3 separate regions of the Sus scrofa genome follow, and all the other regions are linked to region 2. Evidence: chromatin contacts called from public Hi-C and promoter capture Hi-C data. All regions are on one chromosome and are shown on one strand. The core of a region is the stretch at or near the end of the contact, and the rest is flanking DNA. Distances in the headings are between cores, read along the strand shown.

Region 1 (3,694 bases), core at 1,132-3,631, 810 kb before region 2:
GTTATTTTATATAGTGACATTCATTTTCTTAAAAACAGCTTTGCTACCACTTCTTATTTCATTCATACTCATCTCAAGATTAGTTTTATTATCATAAAGCTGCCTGGATTGAAATGTACGTCTGGTTGTCAGTGGTTTTAAACTTTAGAGGTCTTTAAAAAGTTCATCGTCAATTCCCTAATTAGTTTAAGAAAAGAAATCTGGGAGTTCCCATTGTGGCTCAGTGGGTTAAGAATCCAACTAGTACCCATGAGGATTTGGGTTTGATCCCTGGCCTTGCTCAGTGGGTTAAGGATCTGGTGGGCATAGGTTGCAGATGCAGCTTGGATCCTGCTTTGTGGTGGCTGTGGTGTAGGTTGGCAGCTGCCGCTCCAATTTGACCCCTAGCCTGGGAACTTCCTTCCATTTGCCACAGGTTCGGCCCTAAAAAAAAAGAAAAAGATAAAATTTACTTGACAAAAAAACCCAAATCTGCATCTTCATTGTACTTTAAAAATGCAGGTAAAATCCATATAAAGAGGTTAACAGTACTGCTTCAGACTGTGACCACGTGAAGCTTTTAATTCATTTACTTAATCTGTACTTTTTTTTTTTTTTTTTTTTTTTTTTTTTGCTTTGCCCCCAGAATGTGGAACTTCCTGGCCAGGGATCAAACCTGAGCTACAGCAGTGACCTGAGCCACTGCAGTGACAATTCCAGATCTTTAACCCACTTCACTGCAAGGGAACTCCTCAACCTGTACTATACTTTTTGAGGGATGGCTTCAGGAGTGTTTCAGGTGCCAGGAATTCAGCAGAAAACAAAGGATAATACATCCTGCTGTCAATAAACCCTGCTTTTACATTTTTCTTTTCTGGCTTCACCCTCAGCATAAGGAATTTTCAGGGCCCAGGACTGAATCTGGATCCTTAACCCATTGCACCAGGCCGGGGATTGAACCGGCAATGCCACAGACACAAGTCAGATCATTTACCCACTGTGCCACAGCAGCAACTCCTAGTACATTGTAAGGAGAGGAAAGTGGAATTAGGCAGAACAAATCCATGGATTCTACACTGTATTAGATTTGGTGTCCTAAATGGTAAGGAGAAAAATAAGGCAGGAAAAGGGCACATGGAGAAGGGGATGTATGTAATTGCAATGGGGATTATCAAGGGCAGATGACATTGTGCAAAAAAGAAGAGGGAAAGGGAGAGAGGCTGGATGTCTGGATGGCTATCTGCAGGAAGGATGACTCAGCCAGGGAGGAGGAGATGGAGATGAGCTGGGAGAGGACCTGGGGGACAGATGCTATCCTTCTGAAAGGTTTTTGCTAGGAGATGTAGAGCAATTGGAGAGTCTTGAGCAGAAGCCCAGAAGATGGGAGTGTTTAGACAGGATCATTCAGACTGCTGCTTTGAAATGATGTAGGGACTCAAGGGTGGAAGTGGGGATCCCTGGGCCAGGTGATGGCAGTAATCCAGGAGAAACGTAATGGTGGCAGAGCAGGGTGGCACTCGCTGCAGGGAGAAGTAAAATTCTGAATATATTTCGAAGAAACAAGACCAGAATTTGCCACTGCCTCCAATGAGTGGGGGTAAAAAGAGGGTAAGATGACACTTTTTAGCAAGGAGAAAGGATGTGGTCGCCACTTCCTGGGATGAAGTGGGAGCAAGGAACAGTTTTGGGCATGTCAGATTTGAGTGAGCTGGGTTTGAGACGTCTGTTAGCATCGAAAAAGCAGGCCCAAGCTGGCTTGGTCTCCTTCCCCACTTTCCCTCTCCCCCTGACCTTTTGATGATAGGGGCTGTGACCTGAGCCAAAGCACCAGCATCAGCAGCTCTACTGGCCCAGTCTTGCAACCTGTCAGGGACTTCTGTCTGCTCGTGCACGGGGCACATTTGAGCGATTTGTTTTACCAGAGAAGCCATCGTAGTAATTACTCCAAGGCGAATATCTGCCAGCTGTGGCCTTAGCAGTTGGATGTAGGAGCGTGTAGGTCAAGGAAATGGCTCTCCCTGCAGATACAAATATGGGGATCATTAGCTTGAAGCTGGTGGGTAAAGCCACCAGATTGGCAGAAGAGTGAATTTAGAAAGCAATGTATATAATTCTTAGTTCCCAGGGTGGTGGTGGTTGTGTGAGAATCAAACTAAATAAATACATTAACACCAGGCACACCCACAGCACTTAAAAGGCCTTTGCAATTTTTATTAATAAACCCGTCTGCAGAAACCTGCCTCTGGGCAACATCCAGTCCAGTCTGGAGGGCGCGCATTTTGTGACAACCACGCACCCCAAAAAGAGGTCGAGGAAGAAGCAATGACTGGATGTGTTTGAGATGACTGGCATTTACTGATGGATGATCTTAGCCCAATCCCTTCCTTTTCCGGGTGGGAAGGCGGAGGCTTGCGGAGACCAAGTGCAGCTAACGGGCGGCGGAATGGAAGTTCTACCGCACCCGCTGTGCTCTGGATCTACCCCAGCTCACCCGCCCCAGCCCCGCTCGTCTCCGACGCACATCGGCGTCTTCCGCGTCGAAGTTCTAGGAAGCTCCGGCTTCTATGTGGCCGCGCTGCTGCTGAATGTTTGTAAAGAGGAGGCGGCGAGGTGCCCGGAACTGCCCCAAGCAGGGCTGGGCCTGGCGGGCAGCTGCAGCGGGAAGAGCAGGCGGCGTGGCCGGCGCGGGTTGGCGCGCGGAAGCCGTGCGCCCTGGGGTCCTCAGCCATGCGGGACGCACTTGGACCCGGACGCCCAGTGCTCCCGGCCGCCGGCGACCGGCGGGGTCGGGAAGGGAAGAGGTTGGAGAAGGAGGGCGCTCGCGTATCCGCCGGGCCGGAGCCTGGGGCTGCAGCCCCGGGGCGGGGAGTGGGGCGGGGCTGGGAAAGTTGAGTGTTAGTCGCGGAGGGCTGGGCTCCGCGTGGGAGCGCCTGCGGCCAGGGACCGTAAAAGGCTGGAGCGGGTTGGGTAGGTGTGGCTCTGCCTGCGTGACCCGAGCCCGGGCCTCGATCGCCGTCGTCTCCCGCAGCTGCGGCCTCTCAGCCATGGGCGCCGTCTGGTCTGCCCTGCTGGTCGGAGGGGGTCTGGCCGGAGCGCTTTTCGTTTGGCTGCTGCGGGACACGGGAAAGGAGGGGGACGCGGAGCAGCGGAAGGACGCTCCTTCAGGGGAGGCGGCGGCTCCGGGAGGCGATCAGGGTGGCGGCGGCGGACTGAGCCCTGGACCTTCTAGGCGGGAGCCGGTCACCAAACCAGGTATTCTTCCTCCCTGGTCTTGAGGGCAGATCACCAGGGGGGTTAGAAGTTCCCCGAGGGAAGGAAAACCCCGTCTGGAGTTCCGTGGCGGCCCATACCCGGGGGCTAGCTTCCCTCACCCAGGAGTGGACCCTCCCCGCGGCCCGATTTCCCCCCAGCTGGTGTGCACGCGCCGGGCGGGTTCTCGCCTCCAGCGAGGCGAGGCCCAGGAGATGCCCTGGCGGTTCGTCCAGGGCCGCGCCCCGCTGAGTCGCTGCCCTCAGCTCCAGCCCGCGGGGACCTGCCCCTGCCCCTCCGGCGGGGTTGGGTTCCTCCGCTTGGCGGCGCTTGGTGCAGTGCGGGCGGCTGCGGCGGCGGCGCCCCTTCCGGGCCTTCGGAAAGGAATGCTTCGGGTTAGGGGATCCCGCCACCCTCTCCAGTATCTGACGGAGCAGGAACCCAGTCTCAGCCCCAATCCCATAGC
Region 2 (4,003 bases), core at 136-2,635:
GTTGCAAAAGCTATGTTACATGCCTTCGCATATTTTTACAAGTAGCACAACAATATACAGAAAACATACAGAAGAGGAAAGAAATCAGTTCCTTGGAGCTAATTGATTATTTAGAGTAGAATGTGCTCCTTTAGCAGGCAGCCAGCGAGGAACTGAAGCGAGAAAAAGTAAACTATAAATGTTAGAGAGGAGCCTCAACATCCCCCCATATATTCCGTGTGAAAGTTTCTCCTGCCCAAGGCACCCTTTGCTTTGCTTTTTGCCCTGCCTCAGAAGAGGTGTCGCCTCTTAATAACTACGCTAATTATAATGCACAATAAATGATAATTTATGGGTAACTAAGGACCAGGAAGCCTCTTGGAGTCGTCATTTAAACAACAGTACAATTACAACCCCAGGAGGGACGCTATTATTAGATGTTTACGTGCCATCATCAATGTGCACAGGTAAATTTTTAAGTCCTTTCATCGAAAATTTACTTTTATTAGGGAAAAATTTCAAGGTGCACAAAAGTAGAAAGAATAGTGCAACGAACCCTCTTGTACCCACATCTAGTTTTAAGAACTCAGCTTTTTGCCAGTCTTGTTTTACCCATCCTCCATTTTTTTCCCTCTCGGTCGGAAAGCTTTAAAGCAAATATCAAAGATGACAGCATTTTACTCCCAAATATTTCAATAAGTACCCTGAAAATTTTACTTGATTATCGCAAAAATGGACCTGCACAACAAATTATAAAAGGAACGCAGGAAACCCTCCCGTGGTGGGAGGGGTTGTCACAAAGGTTACCTAGCAGTTCCGGCTCTTTGGAGGGGAGAACCGAGAGTGGTACTTCCCTGCTTAGAGCCGAGGGGGCGGAGGAAAGGGAAAGACCACCGGGCCAAGTCAAGGAATTCCTCCTACGCGGTCCACTCAGGCATGCGCAATGCAGACCCCAGAGTTGCTAAGGCCCCAAGGCAGAAAGAGGAGTAGCATACGGTGAAAACCAATCAGAGGGCTCAAAGGCCAATCAGTTAGCCAATCCGGATTCGAGAGTGAATCAGAGCTTCAGCATTCGGCTAGCCCCACCAATATCCAATCAGGGAGTCGGCTACTTTGGGCGGACTTTTCAAAACAGCGAAAACAAAACAAATCGGGGACCTTTAAAAGGTGCAATGCGACCAGAAACTATCTCCTTCCGCCCCCTCATGCCTATCGCTACCATTTCCCCCCCCCTTAGGATCAATCTCGGAATGAAGCCGATGTCCAGATTCCATCCTTCGCCTTGAAACCGAGAAGGAGGAGTGGCTCAGTAAAGCAAAGGCGAGCTGAGGAGGCCTCAAAGCTGGCTGGAGATAAGGCTTATGGGCGGAACTATTTTTCAAAGTCTGTTGCGGCAGCGTCAGATCCCTCCGCGGGGAGTCACGTGCCCCGCCCCCTTGGGGGCGTTGAAAACTCAAAACAAAAACAAGGGGTTTGCTAGGGCCTCCGCGGTGGCGGCGGCTGCAGTGGAGCCCGTGGTGGGGCAGGGCTAGAGGGGCCAGTGCAGCGCCCCAGCCGGAGGGTGGGCGCGCAGGCAGCGGGATGACGCCGGGTCTGTGAGGCCGAGGCGGCGGCGGCAGGGGGGAAGGGTCGGATGCCGGTCCGGGGGCACCGCTGAGGCTGCGGGTCCCAGACCTCGGAGATAGGTCCGGAAGCACCCGCCGCGCCCAGTCCCCCCGACCGTGACGCGGAAGGCTGGTGGAGGCGCGGTTCCAGCACGGTGAGTGGGCCCACCTAGAATCGCAGAGTTTCTTTGTTCATGGTCGGTACTGCGGGGTTCGATGTCAGAGTGCCCAGTCCTCAGCCTGGGGAGCGACTCCGGTCCTGCCCTCAATCCTAGGGCAGTGGGCGCCCGGGGGCGGAGAGATGCTGATAGGATGGATAGAGGGTCGAGGAGACTGAATGAAGGCAGTTCTTTGGTGTATCCCCCTCGCTCATTTTGCCACGGGAGCTCGCTGGGGTGGTTCTTGAATTGACGGAATCGGGGCATCAGTGGATGCAAGGGTGTTCCTGGTCAAGGGGCGGGCTGGATTTCTGTCCCCAGACCCCGATCGGGTGGGCCCTGCCACCCCAGCGGTCTCTGGGACTGAGGTCTCTCCCGTTCGGGTTCTGTTCAGAGTAGGCTCTACTGAAGCGGATGGGGAAGGCTTGGGGGCTGGACTCCAGCGTGAGGGGCTTCGGGAGCCGAGCTCCGCGGTAGAGGCGGGGCTCGGGAGTCTCCTCCCTCCTGTTCTTTGTTCGGTCGCGAGACTTTCTCTCCCCTCCCCCCTATTGTGCAAAGCCCCTGCCCCCGGGACCCTCTGCCATCCGAGTCCCTGCTGCGTTCCACTGGGCAGAAACCCATCCCCCACGACTTCAGGTGTGGCGGATGGTCCGGACACCGCCGCCGGGGACAGTTTCCTGTTTGTGAAACAGTGGGGAGGCCGGGGCTGGCCGGTCTGACCCAGCGCTGGCCGGCGGACGTGACCAAGGGCCCTCCCCCTGCCACACCTCCCTGGCGGTCGGGGAGGATTGCGCTGGGGTTCGGCTGGACGTGACTGGTCCCCTAACCTGCTCCTCGCCAGGGTGTACCGGGGCTCCCCTCTCTGGAGGTATTGGCCCCGGCTCTTTTGTGGCTTCCCCTCTCACCTCTGCCACCCCCAGGATAGACTAACTGTGTGTGGTGTCTTTGCTGCAGATGAAGGATTTGGGGGCAGAATACTTGGCCGGTCGTGAAGGGGTGCAGCTCCTCGGATTGTTGAACCTCTACCTAGAACAGGAGCAGAGATTCCAACCTCGAGAAAAAGGGCTGAGCTTGATCGAGGCTACTCCGGAGGTAAGTTCCCAGGAAAGAACTTGTTCTAGCCGCTGACGCGACTTGGGGAAATAACTTAAAAAAAATTTTTTTTAGTTGAATTAAGACTAAAGGCTGCGAAGTTTTTTAAGACTAAAATTGGTCTTCCTAGAGTACTAAGATATATCTTAATACAGAGTCATGCTTTTGTTTCTTAGCAAGAACGAGAGTGATACTAGCTCTAGGGAAGTGTTTCTTCAAATGTGGCACCCCCAGCCTGCAGCTTCTGGGTTGGAGATTCCCTGGAAATTGAACGGGTCATTTGTGGAAATACCCTCTGGCTATGCAATACTGTATAGTAGGCTCTTGAATGATTTTTTTTTTTTTTTTAAGAAAACAGGCAAGCAGCCGTCTGTATGTCCATTACAAAGGGACTGAATTATATTTTATATAACCCTCTGGAAATTTGGCAACAGTTTGCTTTATATTGAATTGGAGAATGTTTTTTATGATGTGTGCATATATATATACATATATATGTATTTAAGATTGCCTTAATTTTTTATTTATTTGGCAGCCCCATGGCGTGTGGAAGGTTCCAGGCCAAGGACTGAACCCCAGTCATGGGTCACGGCAGTAGCAAAGCCCAACCCTTAACTACTAGGGAACTACCATATGATATTTATTTATTTATTTTGTCTTTTTGCCTTTTCTAGAGCTGCTCTCAGGGCGTATGGAGGTTCCCAGGCGAGGGGTCTAATTGGAGCTGTAGCTGCCGGCCTACGCCAGAGCCACAGCAACGTGGGATCCAAGCCTCCTCTGTGACCTACACCACAGCTCATGGCAACACCGGATCCTTAACCCACTGAGCAAGGCCAGGGATCAAACCCGCAACCTCATGGTTCCTAGTCGGATTTCTTAACCACTGAGCCATGATGGGAACTCCCCATGTGATATATTCTTTTAAAAAGCAATGATATGTACACATTTGTATCTGAAAAAGTGTAGTGCTTTGGTTAAATGATAGCACTCTGTTCCCTATATTCTTGAAGATTAAGGGGAAAAAACACCTTATTTGAATCTGTGTGTATTATCCATTCATTCAAGTTCTAAGATAGTCATAAACTTTGGCTCTTGGTTTTTATTGCAGAATGATAACAGTTTGTGTTCAAGATTGAGAAATGCCAAAGTAGAAGATTTAAGGAGTTTAAC
Region 3 (3,490 bases), core at 601-3,100, 520 kb after region 2:
CGCCAAAATATGCCTTTTCCTGTCCTCCGGAGTCGCGGAGGCAGCCGCGGCCACCGCGATCGGCGCGTCCCGCACCGACCCTCACCTGCCCAGGCCCGAGGCAGCGCCCTGGGCCCGGGCGGGCCCAGCGCCCCGGGAGGCATCCGGGAAGGCCGGCGGGAGGCAGGCCGACGGGCGGGCGGGCGCAGAGGCGGTTAGGCCGCGCTGCAGGCCGGCGCGCTTCCTGCCGCGGCCCCGGGAACGGCGGCGAGGCCCGGACCCGAAGCTCTCTGGGCCCAGATGCTGTGCGTGAACCACACACACACACACACACACACACACACACACTCACCCTCTTCGGCACACACACACACACACACACACACACACACTCACCCTCTTCGGCCCCCGCGGAGCGGCTCTCACCTGCGAGGCTCCCGAGCCCCGGCCACAAAGGGGGAGGGACACGCCACTCGGGGGTCCGGAACATACCGAACCCGCCTACCCCCAGAGTCCCGGGCCCCAGGCGCGGACCACCCCCCAACACACACACACACACACACACACACACACACACAGCCCGGAACCTTCTCCGCCTCCTACAGAGACGCGGGCCAGCAGCGCACCCGCCACACACCCACTCACTGTGGGTCCTCAGGCCGCCTCTCCGCCCGCCAAAGTCCCAACTCGCACGCTCCCCCACGCACATTTGTCCCTCTCCCACCTCATTTCCCCAGGGACGCGCTCCTCTTCCCAACACTCTCGATCCTACGCGGAGCTACAAAAACACTCTACCTCATTCTCTTCCTCTGGCCCAGGAGCAACAGCAGCCATTTCCCCGCGGCAGGGGAAACACACACACAAACACGCGCGCGCGCGCACCAGGCCCCCACAGATGCTTCCCCTCCGGAGCCGCGGCCGCAGACGCAAACACAAACACCCACAGGCGGGCCTGGCTGCCGCCCGCCCCGAAGGGAAGCCGCGGGCTCTCGCGGGCGGGCGCGCGGGGCGCCCGGACAGGGGTCGCGGAGGGCCTGCGCCCCCTCCTCACCTGCATTCAACGCGCCGGGGTCCGGGCGGCGGCGGCGGCGGCGGCGGCGGGGCGGCTGGTGCTGGTGCTGCGGCGGCGGGGGAGGCGGCGGCGGCGGTGGCGGCGGGGCTGAGGGCAGCAAAGACATGCAGGCAGCCCGCCGGGGGAAAGGCACCGGCCGGAGGGGACGCGGGGCGGGCAGGCCGGGCCGGGCCGCCTGAGGAACGGCAGAGGCGGCGGCAAGAAGGGCGGCTGAAGAGAGCGAGAAGGAGACGGATGGGGGGCAGGGAGTGGGGCCGAGGGCCGCGCCGCCGGGTTTCGGGGACGGTGACGCTGGGCGCTCAGGAGAGGCACCGCGGCCGCGGCCGCCGACGAGAAGGCCGCTGGCGGAGGAAGCTGCGCCCCCGCAGCCGCCGGAGCCGCGGCTATTACTCCAAGGGCCGCGCAGAGCCTGGCCTTGGCCTTGGCCTCCTGGCGCTGGGGCTGCCGCCGCTGCGGGGCTTGCTGCTGCGCCTGCTGCTGCCGGGGCCGAGGCTGCTACACCGAGACGCCAGCCTTCGGTGCCTCCGGTCTCTCTCACACACGTTCACACCCCCGAGGCCCGGGGGAGAGGCGTCCGCGCGATATCGGTATTGAGATTAATAACAAGGTGCAGAGAGTGCGAGAAGGAGGAGGGTTGATTGACGTGGAGGGGCTGGCGAGAGTCAGTCACTCCCCGGCGCGGAGGGGTGGGGTGAGGGGAAAGAGGCGGAGCTCCAGCGCCGCGCCTTGGCCACGCCCCCGGGGCGCCGCGTCGGGACGTGGTGCGCGTGCGCGCGGGGCTGCCAAGGTTCTTGCCCATTTTCTCCTTTACCCTTGCTGGCTTACTTGCTTTTCTTGGCTCGAATGACTAGCAGAGCTGGGGAGGCTGGTAGGTTATCAAAAAGCCGCAGTCACAGAACCATGGCGGGTGGTGGGAAGAGACTGGCGAACCTGCTTCGCCCGGTGTTCGTGTGTGGACTCGGCGCTGTTTACTGCACGCTCACCGGAGGCGGCCTGACAGCGGAGCCGAGCGCTAGTCTGGGCGGCGAATGGGACGCCAGGTGAGGTGAAGGAATCGATTGAAAGAAATGTTTCCTAACATCTTCAGTGGTTTGATTTTGTTTTAAACATGTAACATCTGTAAGTTGCATCGAGAGAGAGAAATAAAAGAACCTGTAACGCTCTGCGATAACCCCGTCCTATTTATTTTCTAATTTTCCCCTCTCACGATGGAATTACGTTTGTTTGCCAGCTGCAGGATGAAAATGTCAAAATGTAAACTAGAAATATTAACGTTTACTTGGTGAATGTGGCCTTGACACTTTAAGTTTATGGGGTTTAATTTTGTTTTTGTGGCCAGCTTCAGCTTTTACCACCAGCAGTCCAAAAACAAAGTATACCAGTTCTAGAGGCAGAATACTGCTGTTGCAGTTGTGCACAGTCTCTTTCCCACTGCATACTCTGGACTTGTGTACTTAACCCGTGTTGGTCAAGGGTATGTTAGCAGTGTTCAGTATTTTTTAGTGTGTTCTTTTGGACCCTAAGCACGTGTTGTTGGTTGCAGTTAATCGTAGACCCTCTTATTGAATGTGGAAAGCCCCTCTTGGAGAGAAAAATTGCGGTGAAAATGCAGATCATCATTTACCCGGAACTGATCAACTATTAAGAGTCCCCCATTGCAGAAGAACAATTGCATCTCTTTCATCTTTGTCACGAGGAAGTGTTGAGTGAGTGAGTGAAGAAGCCCCTCAAGATACAGAAGACTGAAGGTTACTTTGTTTTCCACCTGTGTTAAGTTTCCATTTCCCTCCTTAGCCACACCACCCCCATATCAGCTTCTGTAATAGGTGTGGAAATGGCCTTGATTCTAGAAGAAATCCCGCTCATTCCTAACTATCTTGATTCTAGGCTGAGGTATAATGGATAATTACCTTTCACTTTGTAAGCAACAAAGCCAAACAAGTCACTTCAGGAGCTCAGAAAAGTAAACCTGCCTCAGTGGCATCTTTTTTTTTTTTTTTTTTTTTGGATAGGAAAGAAATAGTTTGATTAAGGTAGGACGCTTGTAAGAGATGCAAGCTGGCAGGCACAGAAGCTCTGCTTACCTCAGCGGCATCTTGCCACAGCATTTCTCCTTGGCACAGAAACACTTGCCCCAAGGAGAAATACTACCAAATGCTGAAGAGAAGACGAAGATAAATACCTGAAAAATATAAATTGGATGATGGGACATCCTCACAGATTTAAACTTCTTCAAATATCTATATAGCCCTAGCTATTCCTATACAATAAACGAACATCTGTGGAGGGTGTGTTATGTTCCAGACATTGTATTTTGCATCAGAGGCACAAAGATAAGCATATGTAGTCTCTATTCTTCAGTAGCTCACGGTCATAGGGGAAGCAGACCCATAAACAGGAAATTCTCCTACAACAAACCAGAAATGAAAGTATGAAACT

The links. Promoter capture Hi-C pulls out the DNA fragments that hold promoters and counts their contacts. Hi-C and Micro-C count contacts between places; a contact is called where the count stands out from the background.
Region 1: a Hi-C map of skeletal muscle shows a contact between it and region 2, with 2.5 times the contacts expected there. The contact joins the promoter of STBD1 here to the promoter of CCNG2 in region 2. A contact is called at or near these places in 1 of 47 Hi-C or Micro-C datasets (skeletal muscle) and 1 of 2 datasets of contacts at active chromatin or transcription factors (alveolar macrophages).
Region 3: a contact with region 2 is called in a promoter capture Hi-C map of liver, with 3 times the contacts expected there. The contact joins the promoter of MRPL1 here to the promoter of CCNG2 in region 2. A contact is called at or near these places in 1 of 5 promoter capture datasets (liver), 1 of 47 Hi-C or Micro-C datasets (liver) and 1 of 2 datasets of contacts at active chromatin or transcription factors (alveolar macrophages).

The regions. Positions count from the first base shown.
Region 1 is chr8:71,980,606-71,984,299 of Sscrofa11.1, forward strand. It overlaps STBD1 (starch-binding domain-containing protein 1), which reads left to right and starts at 2,382. Exons shown (of 2, transcript XM_003129093.4): 1 at 2,382-3,231. The coding sequence starts at 2,565.
Region 2 is chr8:72,789,009-72,793,011 of Sscrofa11.1, forward strand. CCNG2 (cyclin-G2) reads left to right here and starts at 1,386. Exons shown (of 8, transcript XM_003129100.5): 1 at 1,386-1,738; 2 at 2,696-2,833; 3 at 3,942-4,003. The coding sequence starts at 2,696.
Region 3 is chr8:73,303,594-73,307,083 of Sscrofa11.1, forward strand. MRPL1 (39S ribosomal protein L1, mitochondrial) reads left to right here and starts at 1,851. Exons shown (of 10, transcript XM_021100620.1): 1 at 1,851-2,091. All of the region lies in intron 1 of CNOT6L (CCR4-NOT transcription complex subunit 6-like), which reads right to left.